Regions from separate parts of the Salvelinus alpinus genome. Here region 2 is linked to region 1. A link is a contact called in public Hi-C data. All regions are on one chromosome and are shown on one strand. Each heading gives the region's core, a stretch centred on a gene start, on an enhancer-like site or on the middle of the called end of the contact. The rest is flanking DNA. Distances are from core to core; before and after follow the strand shown.

What was found. Hi-C and Micro-C count contacts between places; a contact is called where the count stands out from the background.
Region 2: a Hi-C map of red muscle shows a contact between it and region 1, with 6 times the contacts expected there. The contact joins the promoter of LOC139576572 here to the promoter of txnrd2.2 in region 1. A contact is called at or near these places in 2 of 3 Hi-C or Micro-C datasets (muscle and red muscle).

Annotation. Positions count from the first base shown.
Region 1 is chr5:67,374,857-67,380,117 of SLU_Salpinus.1, reverse strand. It overlaps txnrd2.2 (thioredoxin reductase 2, tandem duplicate 2), which reads left to right and starts at 1,456. Exons shown (of 17, transcript XM_071402799.1): 1 at 1,456-1,576; 2 at 1,920-1,985; 3 at 2,883-2,939; 4 at 3,105-3,249. The coding sequence starts at 1,501. It overlaps LOC139576570 (splicing regulator ARVCF-like), which reads left to right. Exons shown (of 23, transcript XM_071402800.1): 23 at 1-1,011.
Region 2 is chr5:67,669,067-67,674,482 of SLU_Salpinus.1, reverse strand. It overlaps LOC139576572 (microprocessor complex subunit DGCR8-like), which reads right to left and starts at 4,121. Exons shown (of 14, transcript XM_071402813.1): 1 at 3,974-4,121; 2 at 2,516-3,535; 3 at 86-254. The coding sequence starts at 3,220.

The sequences.
Region 1 (5,261 bases), core at 207-2,706:
CTCCATGTGGACACTGCACTATGAACCTTCTCTCTCCCAATCCTGGGACTAGTGAGGGGGGCCTCCACTACAGAACAGCTCAACTCATGCGTCGGCTATAGGAGAATGGCATGTGCCTGCGTCTGAGTTTCTTTGTGATGTGATTTTATAAAGCTTGCATATTTTACACTGTGTTTACAAAGACTTATGTGATAAAATAAAGATTAAAAAGTACATGTATTAACTTTTGATTTCAGAGAAAAGTAACGTTCTCCATGTCGACATACGTCCTCAGAACTATGTGCTTTTCATTGGATTATTCATCTCTGACTGTCTATTCCTGACTGCATTTTGGAGTACACAACCAAAGGAACTGCCGTTGTATTTATATACATATGAAAGTAGTCCAGGAGCTTGTTTGTGGATGTACAACTAATTGTACATTTACTAAACAAGATGCTGTGAAAGAAATGCAAGAAAATGGGGCAGAAATTGAATCAAAGGGGCAAGACCTACCTGTGTAGACATCACTGATTCAAACTCTTCAAAATAAAGTAACTGTATCAGTAGCAAATGTGTTTGTAACTATCATGTGCCTTAACCTTTTCCATGGTAGATCAAGAAAATGTGTTTTATATCATGCTTTATCCTCCCTCCGCCCTCATCCCTTTCTCTGTTTACCTCTTTTCTCTGTCAGGCTCCCTATCCATCTCTCCCTTCCCCCTACTTTCACACACTCACACATTCACCCACTCTGTCCTCAGTGTAGTCTAGACTGTTGGTGGATATTTGCCTTGTATTACATTGAATTATAAACTTTTAAAAGATGGAGACATAAAAAATGGTTTGATTTCATAGAGTAAGTTGTTATTACTTTCGTAGCTATCAGAGCGGTGCCACAGTGACATAATGTATTATGTTAATTTTACTAATACCCAGAGGCAAGTGTTATGCTTGTTTAAATAATGGAAAAAATACAGATTTGTAGAGTATAAATTTGGTGTGTTTTCAATAAACCATGCCTGGAAAGAACATGTTGACTGTGTATGTTTGTTTGGTATTCCGCACAAATGCAAGGATATACAGCTTCATGTATTTTACCTGAAGCCGAAACACGAATGTATTGCAGAAAGTTGTCACTATTCTCTTATATAGTTTTCTTGTCTGCATGGTTAAATGAGACCTGATTTAATCTATATAAAAAAAACATGCTAATACCAAATCAGTTACTGTTTGGAATCCAACAATGTAAATATTCCTATTTTAAGTCATATTTCACAAACTCCTCCTGTATTTTTAATTTCTTGTCTAAGCCTGACCTAGTCTATCAAATGTACGTATTTATTACGTAGCTACTACAGTAGCAATTTATTTAATGTTCTATTTCCAACACTACAACGCCATTTCAACTTTGCAACATTTGACAACGTTGCGTTAGTGAATGTGCCTCACATACGTAAAATAGGTCAGGCAGATTTCCAGACGCCTATGACTCGGTGAAGGTCCTTTTGTAATAACAACATGGCAGCCTTATGTAGAGTCAGACACCGGTGGAAACGCACCAACTGCATTCAACTTCTTACGAGAAACTTGACTGGTAGGGAGGTTGTTGCCATATTACTAGTTAGCTTGTGACAAGCTGACAGATTATCGCACAGCGTTTCGTTTTTTTGTTTGCTACACTACAGTGGCTAACATGACCCTGCTAACGTTAGCTAAGCTACCTGTCACTGCCAAACAAGCTGTCAGTGTGAAGTATTCCTTGTCGACATTACGTGTCTTTGGTAGAATAACATGCTATTTTCAAATGCCCTTCACTATGCACTTGTCAGCTTGGTTGATGAGTAACCTCAGGCATATATTTCGGCTATGTTTATTATGGTATTACTATCAGCATTGTCCAATAGAGATTGAATGGCATGGCATTTGGTTTGTTACAGGAACATTTGACTATGATCTCGTCGTTATTGGTGGTGGCTCTGGGGGTCTGGCTTGTTCCAAAGAAGGTGAGTGTCTCAATCTCAGCATTAGTATTACAATACGTTATGAGCTAGGGATTTACCTTTTGTTTAGTCGGTGTTCTTGAGCAGTCGGTGTTCTTGAACTAACTTTCACTCCGCGTTGAGGAACATAGCGCCCAAGCCTATTTCTATGGGCACAAGCACTGTTAATGACAAACTGTTCAAACCCCTCTTGTTTGCTGAGAGAACATTTTGCAGGTTTAAAGCTTATTTCCTGCAGTTCTATACATTTGGTCATTTGTCTTGTGTGTTCATATGATATTTGAGTAGGTCAAACATTGCAACAAAGTCAATGGGCTAAAAAAACGTTAGCTGACATGGGCTAGTTGATCTTGACAATTCTGACAAGTTACAAATAGCGCTCTACGGTCTGCAATGATGGACATGACTAGAGGAAAACGGATGATGCACTACCCAATTTCGAAATTGCACCGTGTGCATTCTACTATTACAACTTTAAGTAGTCCATTAAATGATGTCAAATATAAGTGGTTAGGTACAGATACACAAAAAAACACTACTTAAGTACTACTTTCCACCACTGGGAACCACTGTTCTTGAGGATAGTATACAATCATGTACCCCAGATGGTTTGTTACCAGGTTGACTGGCTCAATGGACCCTTATGTGGGAAGGTTCTATATGTGGGATAATGTCTAATTCACAGGAGGATGGTGGCACCTTAATTTGGGAGGACAGGCTCGTGGTAATGGTTGGAGTGGAATGGTATCAAACACATGGTTTCTATGTGTTTGATGCCGTTGCATTCGCTCCTTTCCAGCCATTATTATGAGCTGTCCTCCCCTCTGCAGCCTCCACTGGTCTAATTGCAGCTTTAGTGAACGTGACGATTGACCAAAACATCATGTACTTTGTTTTCAGCGGCTCAGCTAGGACAGAAAGTTGCTGTGTTAGATTATGTGGAGCCGTCAGTTAAAGGTAAGAGAAATGTTATACTGACTGGACATTCCATCATAATCAGCTTGACTTGAACCGTAAACGCATTTTTCCTTCCTTCTCTCAGAGTAAAGAAACAGTATGCATGTTGTGACCAATCTGCATGAATATTGAAGATAAACCAAAAATCTCATGCTTCCCTTTCAGGTACTAAGTGGGGCATTGGTGGTACGTGCGTGAACGTGGGCTGCATTCCCAAGAAGCTCATGCACCAGGCTGCTCTGCTGGGCACAGCTCTGAAAGACGCTCAGAAATATGGCTGGCAAATCCCCGGGCCCATCTCCCATGACTGGTAAATCTCAATAGTATGAGAACAATGGAAACCTGTGGATATGCACATTTCATGAACTATTTTGGAAAGCAATAGCAAAATTCTTGAATTCCCATCACGATTTAATAAATAAGATATATACAGTACCCCCAAGCCATAAGACTCCTGAACATCTAATCAAATGGCTACCCAAATTATGTGCATTGCCCCCTCCCCCTCTTTTACACCGCTGCTACTCTCTGTTGTTATCATCTATGCATAGTCACTTTAATAACTCTACCTATATATACATATTACCTCAACTAACCGGTGCCTCCGCACATTGACTCTGTACTGGTACCCCCCTGTAATATAATCTCGCTATTATTTTACTGCTGCTCTTTAATTACTTGTTACTTTTATTTCTTATTCATATTTTTTTTAACTGCATTGTTGGTTAGGGGCTTGTAAGTAAGCATTTCACTGTAAGGTCTACTACACCTGTTGTATTCGGCGCATGTGACTAATAACATTTGATTTGATTTTACCAGTCAAAAGTTTGGACACCTACTCATTCAAGGGTTTAATTTTTTTTTTTACTATATTGTAGAATAATAGTGAAGACATCAAAACTATGAAATAACACATGGAATCTTGTAGTAACCAATATAATTTAAATTTGAGATTCTTCAAAGTAGCCACCCTTTACCTTGATGACAGCTTTGCACACTCTTGGCATTCTCTCAATCAGCTTCACCTGGAATGCTTTTCCAACAGTCTTGAAGGAGTTCCCACAAATGCTGAGCACTAGTTGACTGCTTTTCCTTCACTCTGCGGTCCAACCCATCCCAAACCATCACAATTGGGTTGAGGTCGGGTGATTGTGGAGGCCAGGTCATCTGATGCACCACTCAATCAATCTCCTTCTTGGTCAAATAGCCCAGGCTGGGTTGGGTCATTGTCCTGTTGAAAAACAAATGATAGTCCCACTAAGTTCAAACCAGATGGGATGGCGTATCGCTGCAGATTGCTGTGGTAGCCATGCTGGTTAAGTGTGCCTTGAATTCGCAATAAATCACTTGGTGTCACCAGAAAAGCACCATCACACCTTCTCCTCCGTGCTTCACGGTGGGAACCACACATGCGGAGATCATCTGTTCACCTACTCTGCATCTCACAAAGACACAGCGGTTGGAACCAAAAATCTCAAATTTGGACTTCCACAAGTCTGATGTCCATTGATCGTGTTTCTTGGCCTAAGCAAGTCTCTTCTTCTTATTGCTGTTATTTAGTAGTGGTTTCTTTGCAGCAATTCGACCATGAATTCCTGATTCACGCAGTCTCCTCTGAACAGTCCTCTGAGGCTGGTAACTCTAATTAACTTATCCTCTGCAGCAGAGGTAACTGTGGTGGTCCTCATGAGAGCCAGTTTCATCATAGCGCTTGATTGTTTTTGCGACTGCACTTGAAGAAACTTTCAAAGTTATTTACATTTTCTGCATTGATTGACCTTCATGTCTTAAAGTAATGATGGACTGCTGTTTCTGTTTGCTTATTTGAGCTGTTCTTGCCGTAATATGGACTTGGTCTTTTACCAAATAGGGCTATCTTCTGTATACCACCCCTACCTTGTCACAACACAACTGATTGTCCTAAACGCATTAAGAAGGAAAGAAATTCCACAAATTCCACAAATTAACTTTTAACAAGGCTCACCTGTTAATTAAAATGCATTCCATGTGACTACCTCATGAAGCTGGTTGAGAGAATGCCAAGAGTGTGCAAAGCTGTAATCAAGGCAAAGGGTGGCTACTTGGAAGAATCTCAAATATAAAATCTATTTTGATTTGTTTAACACTTTTTTTTGGTTACTACATGATTCCAGATGTGTTATTTCATAGTTTTGATGTCTTCACTATTATTCTACAATGAAGAAAATTGTAAAAAATAATGAATGAATAGATGTCAACTTTTGACTGGTACTGTATATATTTATTTTTTTACCCATAGTCATTACTAGGTTAAATGTTGGTCAATGTTTTGGATTGATAAGC
Region 2 (5,416 bases), core at 2,872-5,371, 290 kb before region 1:
TGATATGAACGCATAACATCAATATGTGTAAGGCTCAGATACACCGTTACCAAAGGCAGATCAGCGCCAGGCATCCACCACTCACTCTTCAGGACTGTTTTAATTTTGGTCATCATGGGCTGAACGCCTCCCTCCCCGTCCGACGCGTGGTCACTGTCCCCTGCATACTCAGCAGCCCCCTCTGCCAGGCGCATCTTTTTGGGCACGGGCATGCCCTCCTCCAGCAGAGCATCTACATCATTGTCGAAGTCCTCCTGGAAAAGACTGTGGTTGAGCGAGTGGGGGAGAATCGAGGGGTGGCGGCAGCCCGAACCTGCCATGTTCTCCATTCAGTTAGGGCTACGCCATCTTGTCAGCACTTTCACAAGAGGAAATTTCAAGTCATGTTTGCAACCAATATCTGGCATGCATAACAAACAAAAGCTTTGGAAACAAACAAAGTGGATGAGAGGAGATTCAAATCAGGTTGAACTTTTGAAGACACCAAGCATACCAACTACACTACCGGTCAAAAGTTAAGAGCACATTCTCATTCAAGGGTTTTTATTTGTACTATTTTCTACATTGTAGAATAGTGAAAGACATCAAAACTATTAAATAACAGATGGAATCATGTAGTAACCAAAAAAAAAAGTTGAACAAACAAAATATATTTTAGATTCCTCAAAGTAGCCACCCTTTGCCTTGATGACTGCCAAGAGTGTGCAAAGCTTTCTCTCAACGAGCTTCATGAGGAATGCTTATCCAACAGTCTTGAAGGTGTTCCCGCATATGCTGAGCACTTGTTTGCTGCTTTTCCTTCACTGTGCGGACCAACTCATCCCAGAAACATCTCAATTGGGGTTGAGGTCAGATGATTGTGGAGGCCAGGTCATCTGGTAAACTAGCCCTTACACAGCCTGGAGGTGTGTTGGGTCATTGTCCTGTTGAAAAACAAATGATAGTCCCACTAAGCGCAAACCAGATGGGATGCTGGTTAAGTGCTGATTTCTAAATAAATCAGTGTCATCAGCAAAGCACCCCCACACCGTAACACCACCCCCTACATGCTTTACGGTGGGAAACACACATGCGGAGATCAGCCGTTCACCTACACCACGTCTCACAAAGGCAGTTGGAGCCAAAAATCTAAAATCTCAACTCATCAGACCAAAAGGACAGATTTCCACCGGTCTAATGCTCATGTTTCTTGGCCCAAGCAAGTTACTTCTTATTGGTGTGCTTTAGTAGTGGTTTCTTTGCAGCAATTCGACCATGAGCGCCTGATTCACAGTCTCCTCTGAACAGTTGATGTTGAATGTCTGTTACTTGAACTCTGAAGCATTTATTTGGGCTGCAAATGTTCCCGATTGACTGACCTTCGTGTCTTAAAGTAATGTTGGACTGTTGTTTATCGTTGCTTTTTTGAGCTGTTCTTGCTCCAATATAGACTTGGTATTTTACCAAATAGGGCTATCTGCTGTATACCACCCCTACCTTGTCACAACACACTTGGTTGCCTCAAACACATTAAGGAAAGAAATTCCACAAATGAACTTTTAACAAGGCACACCTGTTTATTGAAATGCATTCCAGGTGACGACCTCATGAAGCTGGTTGAGAGAATGCAAATAGTAGGCAAAGCTGTCATCAAGGCAATGGGTGGCTATTTGAAGAATCTCAAATATTTTGATTTGTTATATACTTTTCTGGTTACTACATGATTCCATATGTGTTATTTAATAGTTTTGATGTCTTTACTATTATTCTACAATGTAGTAAAAAGCAAAAATAAAGAAAAACCCTTGAATGAGTAAGTGTTCTAAAACTTGACCGGTAGTGTATGTCAACCTCAATCTCAAGTAGAAAAATAATGAATTTCTGCTGCTTCCATCAAGAATCAAAACTACGATGAACAAGCTGACATTTTATTCCGATATCACCAGAAAAATGACTATACACTATTACCCTTTTCACATTACAGAGCCAAACCATACTGGGGTAACATCGTCACTAGAGCCTGAATGATATTATTGCGGTCCACCGATATCTGTTGATATTGGCTTTTTATCCCTATTATCGGACAATAATTCCACCGATAAATAGGATAACAAAAATTATAACTTATGATTATCTGAACACTGGCAGCCATTCTCATGATGCGTCATTCATTTCACAAAGTAAGAAATCAACATTTGAAGCATATTTCTTGGACAATTGCTGGTTTGGATGGCAATTTATAAAAATGCAGTGTGAAAAATAACTATTTTTCATTTCCCCAGTGTAAAAAAAGTATGTTTTAATTACGGCAGATATTTCAATATCGGTAAGTTCTCCACACAAAAATCATTATCTGTATCGTTGTTACGCATCTTCCATAGTTGCTGGAACTGTGCTGGAAAGGATGATGTGAAAAGAATATCCAAGCCATTATGGTTTCGGGTCAGCCCTACAGTGTGAACAAGGCACAAAAGATCAGTGAGTGGACAATGACAAGGCTCTGCAGAGGCAAAGACAGGGCCCCTTGGTTACGTACCTCATATGAGTAATTCAGGTTCTCCTCGTCAGCATTCTCCGGTTGAACCATTTCCTCAGACCTGAAACCCCCCTGCTCCACATTCTCCGTATCCAGGAAGTCCTGACTGAAGTCCTCCAGCTCGTCCAAGACCGCAAATTCCACTTTGTTCTCCAGGTCTGCCTCTTCCCCTCTCCTCCCTGCACTGCCACAGACCATCCCGTTCCCCAGTCCTGAGCTACCCTCAACAGCCCCTAGCTCTGTATCGGCATCATGCAACTCACCATTAAGGCCCTCTGAGCTGGTCTCCCCTACACCACCACCCTCCTGACCGATCCCTGTGTACAGCACCTTCCTATCTTTGCACCTGCTGCTATCTACAACGCTGACACTGATCTTAATGTCTTGTAGTAACTTAAGCTCTGGTAGGAACTTGGTGACAGGGGGCGCATGGCGGGCTGTTCTAGGGCACAGTGCGCTGGGTTCAGCCTCATCTGACAGGTTATTACTGAAGGTTATGGAGCCCTTGGCGAGGAGCCCCAGGTCCTGGTCCCCTGCTGGGGTGTGTGTCTGTCCATCACCACCAGAGCTAACGTCCATTTCCTCTGCGTCACTGGACGTTTGCAGGGGAGGTGGTGGAGGCTGCGCTTTACCATTAAGGCCCTCCGAGTTTAAATCATCAGGTGGCTCCAACGGCAAGGGGGGTAATATGTCATCTATCTCCATGTTGACTGTCTTATGAATTACTAAATACAATAAATTCTCTATGGGTCACCCTGGCTGTTTTTGCAACCTGTTCTAATAAGTATTTAGCTCAAATGCATGCAGAAGCACATTGCACAAGATTTCGAACAAAACAACTTCCCTGTGTTGATCATGTACCAGTGTTGAATATGCTAAGCTGACTACATTGTTCTTTTCATTAATGTAGACAGCTTTTTAGAATCACTGTCTCAATTATTGGAAATCACAATGCATTCAGCTTATATTACTCGGGTTCTAGGCACTGCGACTCCTCCACTGTCAAATCCTCCGTCAGAGCTAGAAAAACAGAGACATGTCAGTCAATAATTGATGCCAAGAGAGCAACATTGCGGTGCAAAAACATGTAGCCACGGTAGCTATGCACATTATGCAGCATTTTTATGATGGCTTACTAATGCCAGCACCACAGGCCAAGCAGTGCAAGAAAAAGCCTTACTTGGTTGCAGAATGCTAACGTTAACTGGATTCACCCTACAAAGTCATCTAATGCTAAAACTTTTGCTAATAGTTAGCAATATGGGGCACCGTCGAAACTGAACGATTTCAAAAAACGAGCAATTTGTACTGTCCTTCTACGCACTAGCCTAGCTAACTTTAGCTACCTGGTTAGCTTAGCTCAAACTTGAAGCTAAGCGGTTAAGCTACACAATTAGGTGTCAAAATGACTGGGCTAAATATTAAAAACAGAAACAATGAGCACATTTGATCACTCACCTATATTTCATTTACAAAATGTTCTTCCCTTAACTAGCAAACATAAATTATTTTATTCTTTTAACGAGGCCAGACAGATCCCTTCCCCGTTCCGCCATCTTGCAGACAGCTGCAGAATTCTTCTGAAACACCACCCCCAATACCGGCATTTTGAAGATTGAGCGGTGAAGAGTCCAATCACCATTTAGTTCTACGTGGGCACACTAATCAACAACCGACAAAGGCAGGCCTTTGCCTCACTGCGGGAATAAATCGACCAATCAAACATTAGAATATATCACAGTTGACCAATGAGAACGGTAGGCACAATTGGGTTGCGAATTGCAGTGGCCACATACTGACGCTGGGTGGCAATCATCTTCACCCAATGTCTTCACCAGTAACATTGTATGCAAAGTAGCGATCAGTGAAACGAGATAAATCATAATACATGAAACATTGTATGCAATTTTATCTGCATAATCTACTAAAATTAGAACCCTGCTGTTTCTAATCTGCATAGAGCCTCTGAACAACACTCAGACATACCCATCGTGTTTACTGAAGATTCAAAAGTTTCTGCAAATTATATAAATCAATATTTAAACATAGGAACTGTGACAACCGTTGCACTGGCCACAGTTTATTCAGCGACAAACCATACACGACATTGCGTTAATAAACTTGCGATTGTCTAATAAAATTGCCTTATCAGATCTATTCCTGAAAGAATACATGACATTTGCAATAGACCCTTTTCCAGTATACGACACTGACGTAACGCATAAATTAGATGCGCGCTACTCTTGACGGCCATCTGCGCAAATTCAACATAGCCTAGATTTATCGTTTTCTTAGTTCTAAACAAAATAACTTTTGGGGTTCTCATACGCTTACAATGATGCTTTGATTCTTGCTTTAACAATCGCTAAAATTATATTTGGTTGTGATCTTTGCAAATAAGTATTTTGGATGCAGCAATTGTTAGCTAGAATGCTAACGCTCATTGACATAGGCTGTAGGGAAAAGCTAGCCAAAGAGCCATTTTACTGGTTGAAGTACAATGCAGTTGATTTGCGATGATGACACCAACATTATATCAAGCAGAACATTCATAAAAGCCTTAAAATCCCATTATAATCCAAAAGTTGTGTGAAATGCACTCATAAGCAACATGCAGCTAGTCGTTTTTTGCTGGAGTTCTATAACAACTCCCGTGTTCTGCAAACACAGAAAATTGTTCTATAAATACAGATTAAAAAGTACCATATTCACAATTTATATCAAGACACCGGTGATGTGGTTAACAGGTTTCTGTACTTCTATGGATACCGGATGTCAGTAACATAAAACCTAGAAAACCACTGAAGGATCCTCATTGGGAGGCGGTACATCATCAACACAATTTGTAACAGTCACTCCATCGTAACTCTCACAAATGTGAATAAGTGGGTAAAAACCAGA